Regions from separate parts of the Triticum aestivum genome. Here region 1 is linked to region 2. A link is a contact called in public Hi-C data. All regions are on one chromosome and are shown on one strand. The core of a region is the stretch at or near the end of the contact, and the rest is flanking DNA. Distances in the headings are between cores, read along the strand shown. Region 1 has its middle 82 kb from the start of LOC123187830. Region 2 has its middle 110 kb from the start of LOC123187830.

Region 1 (6,327 bases), core at 2,347-4,846, 33 kb after region 2:
CTTGCTACTCTTACAACGCCTGAACGAGACTCAGCGCATGCTCCTCCTCATGTTACTTTGGCGAGTGTGGCATGTCAGGAATGAAATTACGCATGATAAACCACTCGTACCCGTCGAAGCGTCCAAGAGGTTCCTGTGCAGCTATGCAGACACGTTGCTAATGATCAAACAAAATCCGCATGGGGACATAGTCAAGGGGAAGCAGACGTTGGTGCTAGCTGAACTCCCGAAACAAACCATCCGTGCTCCTTCCCTCGCTACCTCTGCAAACTGGGTGGCCCCACCAGCTGGCTATGTCAAGCTTAACATTGACGGACGGATCCTTTGTCGCAGCTGACGGATCGGCGGGCGCCGGCATGGTTCTGAGAGACCACACAGGAGCTGTGATCTTCGCCGCTTGCAGGTGGCTCTTCAACTGTCCTGGACCCCTCGAGGCGGAGCTGGCGGCCTGCGAAGAAGGCCTCAAACTGGCGTTGCACTGGTCCAAGGAACCTCTTGAGGTGGAGTCAGACTGTGCCGAACTGATCGCACTACTGCAATCCGGCACTCTGGACCGGTCCAGCAACATGTTCCAAGTTGCAGAAGTCAGTGCATTGCTCCAAGAGAGGCAAGCTAAAATCAAAAAGATTGGCAGACTACAAAACAAAGCAAGCCATGCTATGGCAGCGATCGGCCGTGGACAACAACGCACTGCGTGTTGGTTAACAAAAGCACCCGAGGAGATTAGCATTTTTATTTCAGAGGATTGTAAAACCTTGATTAATTAATGAAATGTTCTTTTTCCCCGCAAAAAAAAATGTAAGTGCCTTATTTGTATTGGTGCCTTAGTCAATTGTCTCGTCACATGCACCAACATGCCTGAAAAACATTTTCATGTTTGGTTCGTAAAGGAACGTGAATCATACACAAACTATTTATACTTTGAAATTTGACGGAGAGCATTTTAATACGTGCTATTGTGCCTGTTGACCGGGATGTAATTCACACTGCTGCACTAGTTGATAGTCAAAAAATCGCTCCATGTTTGATATATAAAGGGATGTGAATGACTCCTGGACTATTTGTACTTTGAAATTTGACGAAGAGCACTTTACCCAGACCACAAATTGTGCCACTGTAGTGGTGGTATTATGTTGTACTATACTAACAAGTCCTCGCCAATCACCTACGCGTTATACCTATGTATAATGTACGTGACCTATATGTGCAAGTCTGCCGATCGGGTTGTAACTCACATTGCCGCACTAGGTGTCCTGCCAAAAAAAACCGCTCCACGTTTTTTTCCGAAAAGAAGGATTACCCCGACCTTTGCATTAGCATGATGCACACAGCCATATGTATTAATTATTCACTAGAACCTGACAACATGTATACAAGAATCAACCCAAAGCCACTATTCAGACGAATAAAGTCGCTACACCTACAAGTATATAGATATGCTCTGCCCGCATAGCAAACACAATCTAATCCATTGGACTTAAGACCATCCGCTCTAGGCGTCCCATGACATGCACCGCCTGCGCACGCTCTAGGGTCCGCCGCCGCCATTTTCCGCCATCCCGTCTTCAGGAGGAATCACGACATAGATCTTGCCAGTCTCATCTGTCGTCGACGACACCAGACATTGCCACCAGCCTACACGCATCGATCAAACCGCATCCAACTCCGAGACTCCACTGCTCCACGCCGCTGAGACCCACCGTCTTCAATGTGGTCGATGCAACGCCGCTCCACCTGTTGGTCTCTCCAGTGAACCTCTGCTCCAAGACGATGTCCCCAGGTGGGAGAACGGCACAAAAGTCTTCGTCATCATCTGATCTAGGAGACCTAGGTCTAGACAATTACTACCTGGAGGAAGAGGGGCACACCATCTACAACTGCCCACGCACCCAAGCGGTACCCACCGTCACATAGCTCTCACGAGAACTCCTCGAAGGACATGATGCCATGAGCGTCATTTCCTCCCTACAGATTTCACCAAAGAGACTGTGAGGTGGGAAAAGGTAGGGCGAACCCGAACAACGTCTCCATGAAGAAAAATAGGGGTGTCTTCGCCATTGTGGCCGGCAGGAGCCGACCTGGGAGTTGTCCCAATCCGGATCCCCGTCTCCCGCTCTGTCCCAACCCGGTAACCGGTTAGCAGCAGGGCCATGTCCGGTAAGACAGAGTGCACGCAACGTGGGTTGCAACAAGATGCGGCTCGGTGCCGTTGGCCGCGAGGGCAGCAAGCCGCGGCACCAACCCGCTGGTGAATTACCGGCCATCCGATTTGATCCCCAGCAACCCACCCGCCCCGCCGCGCCACCAGACAGGGAGGCCACTGCCCCTGATTCATGGACGTCCACCCCTGATCGAGAAGGGTTGCGCCAATCCTGCTGCCAAGGCCACCACTGGGACACCGGCCGGCTGCCGCGCCATCGTTGTCCATCAGGCCGCCTTGGTCCAAATCGGCGCCGCCGCGATCCAGATCAGGTTCACACCCTCGAGTTAGGGCATCTCGTGCCACCCTATGACTCGGCATGGGAGGCAATACCTCCGCCGTCACCATCAAACGCATGGGCTTTGCTCGGCGCCGACCATCGGCAAAGGCGGAGGGAAGGGAGGAGAAGGAGGAGGGGACCGGTGGCTGGGTTGGTGCCCCTTGATCGCCCGCGCATGGGGTGACGGAGGGGAGGGATGACACGCAGACTATTTATACTTTGAAATAACTTCACGAGAGCATTATACCGTCATCACAAATCCAATCCATATTATTTGTTATTGTTTATACAAAGACAAGTAACATTGATCGAAGAGAGTACTATTGCGGTACTAGTATGGTATGCTGCTACTAAAACAAGTCGTCACTGGTTGTCAGCATGTTGTATCCATGCATAATGAATGTGGCTATAGCTCACACAGTCACACTCCGCATTACTTCCTCCGTTCCTAAATATTTGTCTTTCTAGAGATTTCAAATGGTCACCACATACGGATGTATATAGATATATTTTAGAGTGTAGATTCATTCATTTTGCTCCGTATGTAGTCACCATTTGAAACCTCTAAAAAGACAAATATTTAGGAACGGATGGAGTAGATGACTAGCCTGAAGAACCTCTAGACGCTAGCATCAGTAAGGACCTCTTTGATTAAAAAATCCAAATGACTTTCGAAGAATTCTAATCCTTGGTTTTTTTTCTACACGGGCTTTTTGATTACAGGATTACAATACTTAGGAGATTTTACTTATGACTTATTTGTGCTGGTTTTCGTAGGAAAATTCCAATCCAACCACATACTCCATTTCTATGGTCTTCTTGTTCTAAAAACCCTGTGAAGACGCATATATGGATTTCGAAATCTGGCGAGAGCACTTTACCCTGACCAGAGATCATGCATCCTCGTGTTTTGCAGCACTAGCGGAGCGTAATTCACAACAGTTCTATTACAGTGGTAGTACTACTGCTGACACTAATAATGTCTCATGCTCGCTAATTTGCTATAGACAATAGAATGGCATGCATGCACGGGCGCATTTTGGCTGTCCGTGGGCGCGCGTCCCCACGGCGGACGTGCACGTCCCATCTGCTCCGGCCCCGGGCGGCGTGGGAACCCGGGCCGCGCAGGCACAAAAAGGAACGTCGCCGTCCGGCCGGGTCGCCGTCGCGCCGCGTACAGTCCAGCTCGTGCCGTGGGGCGCGCGCGCGAGGCCACCATCGATCCGTTGCTGTCGAGCAGCTGTGGCGTGAATGCGGCCCGGCCCCCTGGCCGGCCGGCCGGCCAGCGCGGGCGTGGCCCGGGAAGCCGTAAAGGGTGTGTGCCCCGCCGCCGGGAGGCACGTACGTACGTACCGACGGTCCTTCTCGCGCGCTAGGCCTAGCCAATCTATCGGTAGATCGCCTAGGATGGTGATGCGCGCGCGGGGGCGTCGCCGTCCCGCGTGCGTTGTCCGCTTGTCCTCCGTATTCAAAGGAGGGGCGGCCGGGCGGGGGCGAGGAGGATCCGATACGTCGCTGGGTGGGATGACGCCGGACGTTTGACGTCGCTGGGTGGGATAACGCCGGGCAGGGACGAGGAGTTGTATCTATTTCCTTTATTTCAAATTATTTATCACAAAAATGAATGTATTTGAAACTAAAATACATCTAGATACATTTATATCTGCGACAAGTAATTCGGAACGAAGGGAGTACGTACAAGTGTACTCCTACCTCGAGTCGAGTGATCGACGTCGCCGACCGGTCCCTGCGTATTGGGGTGCTTATACATGCATTTGCTCGTCGTTTTCTAGCTGGGGGCCAGGGGGGCGAGATGTACAAGTGCGCCAGTGAGTTAATACGGCCGACGGGGACGTGGGCGATGCTATGCACCACGGCCTATGGACGTCTAGCGACCGACACTGTAGCGAACTATTGTCGGGGATTTTTAGAATTTTGTAGATTATAGCTGAGAGAAAAATGGCTTCTTTGTTTTTTATAGCACACTGGCCGATTGCGATTCTTCCTCTCGGCATTTTGAGAAATTGGTCATCTATTAGTCGAATCAGAGGATTGTATTAACTCCAATTCAAATGAGAATCTATTTCCCGCAAAAAAAAATCGTTTTGTACTGGTTGGTCTGCGTCCAGTTGTCTTTTCAGTATACTGCCTATTGTTTTCCTTTATAAATATCAGATATAAGATGCTTTTTGGGTGTCTTCTAAAAAGAATCTATTAAATCTTGATTCGCCCAAGTAAGTTGGCGGGTTGTAGTAATAATAGTAGAGAGGCACGACTTGTGGTTGGAATTGCTCGTGTCGATATTTTCATGTTGTGAAGACAAAAGCAATTCTCGCCAAGGTAGGTTTACAGTTTTTTTAGGAAACTACGGCGGAAAAAGCTGGCCTGAACCGATTTATAATATAAAAGAGTTGTACATATGGCGGGAAAACCATACATGGACAGCGGGAGGGCCAAATATAATCCCTTAAGCTTGAAGGAGGCAAGTGCAAGAGGCATCAGAACATCATTTGAACCAAAGAATCAAGCCATTTGCGCAGCTGCAAAAGACAGAGGCGATAGCTAGCTTCAATCTCATTTCTAAAAATCTTGGCATTGCGACACTTCCATAAATGCCAAAGGGCGGGGATGAGAACCGCCGACCGGACCTTGCAAGGAGGCATGCCGTTCTGAAGATCATGTTACATGCTTGGTTGTTTCCGGTAAGTTGCAGAAAGGGTAAGTATCCGAGAAAGAGAGGGGCCTTCTGAAACAACGCTGGTTATAAAGAGCCTTCCATAGCCAACCAGCCTGATGAACATGCGACAACGATTTGTGGAGTAATTGAGTTGTGAAAGGAACATCCTACAAAAGTCTAAAGGCCGCCAAGTATACTTATTTGGTAGTTAAGGTCTTACCATCAAGTCACAAAACACGATCGTCCAAACATGGCATTTTTAGGGAAATTAGAGCTAGTATAAGGTGCAACAAAACTAGCTCGGGAAATGCGGCATTTGAAAAACGAGCTTGCATGGAAAGAAAAGGTTCTAGGAAAGAACAAAGTAGGCTCAGTGAAGTGGCAAAAAAAGTGGGAAAACGAGACACTAAGGTAAAATCTTCGAACTATACCTATCTAAAGTGGATTTAAGTGTGAGTCATTTTCAAGGCTAGGTCACTATCCTTGTAGGACGAAACATTGTTCCGACACGAGCACACTTGTGCAAGTCTCTTATGTGGTCTAACTTTTTTTCCACTACGGTCAGTTTACGTGGTTTTTGTAACTTAACTCCTGAAGGCAGAGGCGTAGGCGGGGTTGAGCCACACCCACTAGTAGAAAACAGGGCTTTGGTCCAGGCCAGCCCATTAGTCCCGGTTCAGTCCAGAACCGGGACCAATGGGGGCATTGGTCCCGGTTTGTGAGCCCAGGGGGCCGGCCGGGCCACGTGGGCCATTGGTCTCGGTTCATCTGGACCTTTTGGTCCCGGTTGGTGGGATGAACCGAGACCAATGGGCCTCGCTCCTGGCCCACAACCATTGGTCCCGGTTCGTGCCTCAAACCGGGACTAAAGATTAGACCTTTAGTCCCGGTTTGAGGCACGAACCGGGACTAATGGGGTTGAGACCTTTAGTCCCGGTTCGTGCCACGAACCGGTACTAAAGGTCCAATTTTCAAACTCTACCCCCCCCCTCCCCGTGGATCGCCTTTTCAGTTTTTAAAAAAATAAAAGAAAATGATGGAAATGTCAAAAAAATAAAAGAAAATAAGTTTCCCATGTGATATGTGGTCTAGTTGTTGGGAAAATTTGCAAATGTGAATTTTGACTTTATTTGCAAAATCTCTCTGAAATTTGTAAAAATGGGCATAACT
Region 2 (5,876 bases), core at 1,349-3,848:
CAAATGGTAAAACCAAGGTTGGGCCTTGCTGGAGGAGTTTTATTCAAGGCGAACTGTCAAGGGGTTCCCATTATAACCCAACCGCGTAAGTAACGCAAAATCAAGGAACATAACACCGATATGACGGAAACTAGGGCGGCAAGAGTGGAACAAAACACCAGGCATAAGGCCGAGCCTTCCACCCTTTACCAAGTATATAGATGCATTAATTAAATAAGAAATATTGTGATATCCCAACAAAATATCCATGTTCCAACATGGAACCAACTTCATCTTCACCTACAACTAACAACGCTATAAGAGGGGCTGAGCAAAGCGGTAACATAGCCAAACAACGGTTTGCTAGGACAGGGTGGGTTAGAGGCTTGGCATGACAATATGGGAGGCATGATATAGCAAGTGGTAGGTATCGCGACATAGGCATAGCAATAGAGCGAGCAACTAGCAAATAAAGATAGAAGTGATTTCGAGGGTATGGTCATCTTGCCTGAGATCTCGCAAGGAAGAAGAACGAGTCCATGAAGAAGACAAACGAACGGAGTCGAACGAATTCTCACAAATGCGACGTTATCGGGACTAACCCGAAGAAGCAACACCGGAAAGAAGCAAACAACATAGTAAACAACCATCACACAACATGACATGATGCACAACCAAGTATGATGCATGTATGGTTTAATGATACATGGCATGGCAAAGTGCACAAACAATCCTACAAATTAAGTGGAGCTCAATATGCAACGAGTTGCATATTGACGAAACACCACATTCAAGTTATTTAGTTCGATCTCGTTTATGTACCCAACAATATTAAATGTTGATTAACATGGCAAGGGGGTGAAGCATATGAAAACAACCTAACTAGGCAAGTTTAAATGAGGCCGGAACAACAAACAACAATTCCGGTAAATCCCCATATGCATTTATCAATTTGGTGCAACAACAATTTTTAAACATTTAAATGTTATTATCATGATGCGAATGACATGTGCAAGTTTTATGCAATAATTATGAAAATGTTGATAAGAGCATTTTATGAAGTATTTGTCACCGTGGTAGAAAGAAAGGGGTGCCACGATGACAAAACGGTAATGATGCCATGGCAACATTCCGGAGATCTGGCAACTCAAATGAGATGCTAGTGCAAAGGAACAAGTGTGGGTGCGCGAAACGTGCAAGAGTGACGGGGAGAGATCCCGGATACCGGGTGTCCCACATGTCGGTGGCAAGGCAAAAGAGGGGCAACGTGCACCGACAGTTCGGACTCGAGGCGAACAAGGGTGCATCTCATACAACATGCATTGATTCATTCACGGGCGTCGTCTCGGGGTTATAACTTTCGACGCGTGCATTATCGAAACGGATCAAGTTCATAGAGGGAAGTAGACGTTCTCGCGATGGCTGTAGTGGAAGTAGTCGTTCTCCCTTCGTAGATGTTCACACTCCGTAGGTGTTCGGGGTCAACAAGGAACTTGCCGTCCACGGGTCTTCGAGGATTGACGGTACATGTTCTGAAGACGTTCGGGCGGGGGTAGCGGGACACGTTTTCGTAGACGTTCGGGGTGGTGGGTAGTTGAGCATAGTCGTTGTTGGACTTGCCGGATCCGATGCCTCAGGGCGTAGTGGTACACGTTCACGGAGTAGGTCGTACACTTCGTCGCTAAATGTTCACTTGACGACCTTCAACGGCGGTAGTTGTTCTCGTTTCGTCGTGGAAGTAGTTGCACATCTCATAGTGGTACTTCACGATTTCGAAGACGGCGGAAGACGAACTTGACGGTCCTCGTCGTCCTGGTACTTGGCGTCCTCTCGGCCTTGACGGTGATGAAACGGAACGAGATGGACATGGTACTTGACGAATCCAGGGAACGGTAGTCCTACACACATCGGAGAGGAACTTGGCGCCCCACTGAACTTGGCGATTTGATGAACTGAAAGGGCATCGAGGGACTTGCACGACTCTGCCTCGGGAGGTCAACGGATGGCGACGGCAAGCACGCACGCGGAGGACAAGACGAATAGGTGGCGTCCATGGCTCCATACCCCGGAGAAGCAGCGGGGACCGATGCAGGCGACGAGAAGGAGGTCGCAGGGAGGCGACGAGTAGGTCTCCGGCACGGGTGTCTGGCAAGATGGCTCGGCGGCGACCTGCTGCTGGCAGCGTGCTCCGGCGAGGCCGGCATCAGGCCTTGTGGCCCGCAGGCGAGCAGCGAGGGCGAAGAAGCAGCCCAGGCGCGGTCGAGGCGGGCGTCCTCATGGCGCTCCTGATCCTGCTCGATGGAGAGGGCTGCAGGGGCGGCGCCTAGAGGTGTAGGGAAGCGATGGCGAGGACGAGGAAGCAGGGCAGCGACAAGACTTGACGCAGCTCCGGCGAGGGAAGAAAACAGTAGGAGGCGGCGGGGCTTGACGGATCCGGACGAGGGACTGGGGAATCGGGCGCGGGGATCCTCCTCTGGTGCGTTGCGAGGAGAGCGAGAGGAGGGAGAGATGGGAGAGAACGGATCGGGCGCTGAGGGCAACGGGCGCGGGCGCTCTCTCCTGGCGGCGCGAGCAGGGAGACAAGGAGGAGGGGATCGATCGGATTGGGGCTAGATTAGTGGGTTAGGTGGGCCTAGGGTTAGAAGGGGGCTTGGGCTGCGGGAATGGATGGCCTCAGGTGGCCGGCATGGGAGGTTGGGAGGCCCAGGAGGCCAGCGGGCTAGCTCTTATTCTCTCCTCTCCTCTATTCCCTTCTCTAAAATCTTTTTCCATTACTACAGGCAGAAATACAAAAGGGAAGAGCAGGGAAAAAAGGAGATGAACTAGAGAAATATAAAAATATTCTGACGATCCTGAAAATGTGCTCTATTTAACAAAATTGGTTTGGAGATTTTTAAAGGGAGTAAAAATAATTCAAGTTTGAATTAAATTCCAACTTGAACCATTTTAAACCCTAACCAAAACAATTTCAATTGAGATAAGAAGTTACAGAGAGGGTGTAGGCATCATTTAGGATTTATAGGGATAGGTTGAACATTTTTTCGAACAGGGAAAGTGCCACAAGAAAAAAATGGAATAAAGAAGAAAAGAGAAGTTTGGATGGGATAGAAACTTGGGTGAAACCAAGTTGAAGTTGATCAATAAGTAAAAAGGAAGGATCAAGGACAAGAAGAAGGTGTCGTAATGCACATGAAGAAGTAAAAGGAAACAAGCACAACAATCATATAGAGACGAATGCATGATGCAAAATAATAATAATAATAATAAAACATCACAAGCAAGCAAGAAATCATGAACATGATGGATGCAAATGCACATGGCAACGGCAAAATAAATGGAAGACATCTGGAGCATCGGTCTCGGCCGTCACAACACTCCACCACTACGAGAGGATCTCGTCCCGAGATCTAGAATGGCACCGGAGAGAAATGGAAGAGGAAGAGAAGAGGTAAAACTAAGTTGCTTCTTTGACAAACGAGTGAAACCAATGAACCTTGCGAGGTTGAACAAATTGAAAGAAAGAATACAATGAAGATGAACAAAGTTGAAAAACACTCTGTTAGGAAAGAGGAACAAGGAACATTACTAGAATCTTGTAGGTTGAAAGACATAAGAAAAAAGTGTCACCAAGGACAAGAAATACATGCAAGCACTCCGGATGAAAAGAGATGTAGAAGGAACGATAAAGATCAAATACGACAACACTCAGGTTGGAAATGGAAGGCAATAATATGAATTTGTCAAAATGAAAGCACTTGGATGAGAGTCCGGTTAGAAGAGGAATGATAGACACAACACTCCGATCAAACAAGATAGAGAAGGAATAAGAATGATGTAATTTGGGCAGCACACCGACTGTAAAAGAAAGGAATTGAATATGAACTAGCCAAGATGAGAGAACTTGAAAAGAGGGCACGACACTCCGGTTAAATGGATAAGCATGAAAAGAACACGATCCTGACAATCCAAGATGATGAGAGAAGAGAGCAACATCACAAAGCCTCCGGGAGGAAGAATAGAAGATAGATAATTAAAATAAAAGAATGGAGAAGAAAAGGCCAACTTCTGCCACAATTGAGTTTGAAAAGGCATCCTTAGGAGAAGGGTCGAACGGAGTTGTTGGAAAACCAACAACGAAAAAAAGGTAAGCTTGTAGTGGGCTTATGGAGAACATCTCAAAACTATGAGGTGAGATTCTGCCACTAACGGGAACAATGGATTTGGATTGATATAAGCAAAGGTGACGAGAAACTTATCTCACCGGTAGGATAAATGAAGAACTTGGATCATTTATAAGCACCATAATAGCAAAATTCCTTAGGGAAAGCTTTAGGTGAAATATAACCCAAGATAACTCCAAAGAAGGGATTGATGGGTTGAAAAGAAACTTATGAACGAATGGAAAATGATGGGTTTAAAATATGTCATTCCGGACAATTTGTGAATCATGAAGCATGAAGGGAAATTGTCAAGAAAGACATAGCACCACCTGAAAAGATAAGATAGAAAGAATTGCACTTCGGAATGCAAGATGAAGAATACTTGAGCTCCTCTAAAAAGAATCTCAATGAACACTTCGAGAAGGAAAAAATAAATCCTTGAAGGTAAAAAGAGCATGCACGTAAAAGATACGTAGACACATATGCATGTAAAATGTAGTAAAGCTAGGCAGAAAAATAATACTCCCTCTATTTTATTTACTCAACATATTATCTTTGTGTCAAGTCAGACTTTGTAAAGTTTGACCAAATTTATAAAAAATATTATCATTCACAATATCAAATCAATACCATTAAAATCATCATTGAATATACTTTCACATCACATATACTTGTTATTTTGAAAGCCATATTGATAAACTTGGTCAAACATAATAAAGTTTGACTTTGATCAAAGCTAATATGCGGAGTAAATAAAAACGGATAACGGATAAAGTACTAATTAAGTAAATGCATACTGAGCTATAGCAACTTGTAATGTGGTGTAAAACCAGGGGCGGATCTAGAGGGTATCGTTGGTGCCATGGCATGCACTATTCGTTAGATTTATTGTGACGTTTAGGCATAATCACACTACTTTTGTGTACTTTCTCTAAAAAAATTACCTATGTATTGATGTTTTGCACCCCCAGTAATTTGATCCTAAGTCCGTCGCCGTGTAAAGCGGACTATTCTTTAAGTTACAGTAAGTACCCATTGGAAACGGTTTTCCTATTTTTCCAGAAATTACAAGTATGTTTTCCTGTCGATCCTCTGCATATATCTATTTGTTTCCTTCTTGTCAATTTCTCTCTGTTTTCATGTGCTGAACGAATTTAGATTTCAGGATTATGACACGATATTGGGTTTTAATAGTTTTGAGTTTTCAAGGTTGGTACAACATGATTGCACAATGCAAAATGGTCTAGAATAAATAAAATAGTAATGCAGCTTCATAAAGTTTAATAAAGGCGACATTGCATTCTCTAGAAGCCTATACAAAACTATCAGTACAAAGTTAACTACGTGAGCATGCACACCAACTACTATTAATTTGTGAAAGCAGTGGTTTTGCTTTGCAAGGACTTCGGTAAGAAAGGCTCAAGCCATGCCAATGTAGCATGTACTATATTAGTATATGGCATAGTGATTACAGAAAGGAACATATCACCAACTATATGGTAGGGTACTTCACTGATCAACAGAATCAATAGGCGCACATCAGCGTTAATAGGGTTAAAGGGACAAGTGGGGGGATATCCGCCACAATCACCAGTTTAGCTATAGCAAACCCGTGACAAATGTGATCAACTTAGTTTACACACAACCAAGTTTTCAATCAAATTTCCACGAGTGTAGTAATATTGAAGTCACTGATAATTAACTAGGAATGAGGTCTTACCACTTGGCTAGTACATA

Evidence for each region. A called contact is a pair of places that touch in the nucleus more often than the background predicts.
Region 1: a Hi-C map of leaf shows a contact between it and region 2, with 2.0 times the contacts expected there. The contact joins two enhancer-like sites. A contact is called at or near these places in 2 of 5 Hi-C or Micro-C datasets (both in leaf).

What each region holds. Positions count from the first base shown.
Region 1 is chr2A:105,703,170-105,709,496 of IWGSC CS RefSeq v2.1, forward strand. No RefSeq gene overlaps it. Among protein-coding and RNA genes, the nearest start is that of LOC123187830, 82 kb to the right of the region's middle. Within about 2 kb of position 3,597, at least 2 of the 8 cell types and tissues checked have an H3K27ac peak or open chromatin away from gene starts, as enhancers often do. A contact at or near this core is called in leaf, where this site is marked.
Region 2 is chr2A:105,670,918-105,676,793 of IWGSC CS RefSeq v2.1, forward strand. No RefSeq gene overlaps it. Among protein-coding and RNA genes, the nearest start is that of LOC123187830, 110 kb to the right of the region's middle. Within about 2 kb of position 2,599, at least 8 of the 8 cell types and tissues checked have an H3K27ac peak or open chromatin away from gene starts, as enhancers often do. A contact at or near this core is called in leaf, where this site is marked.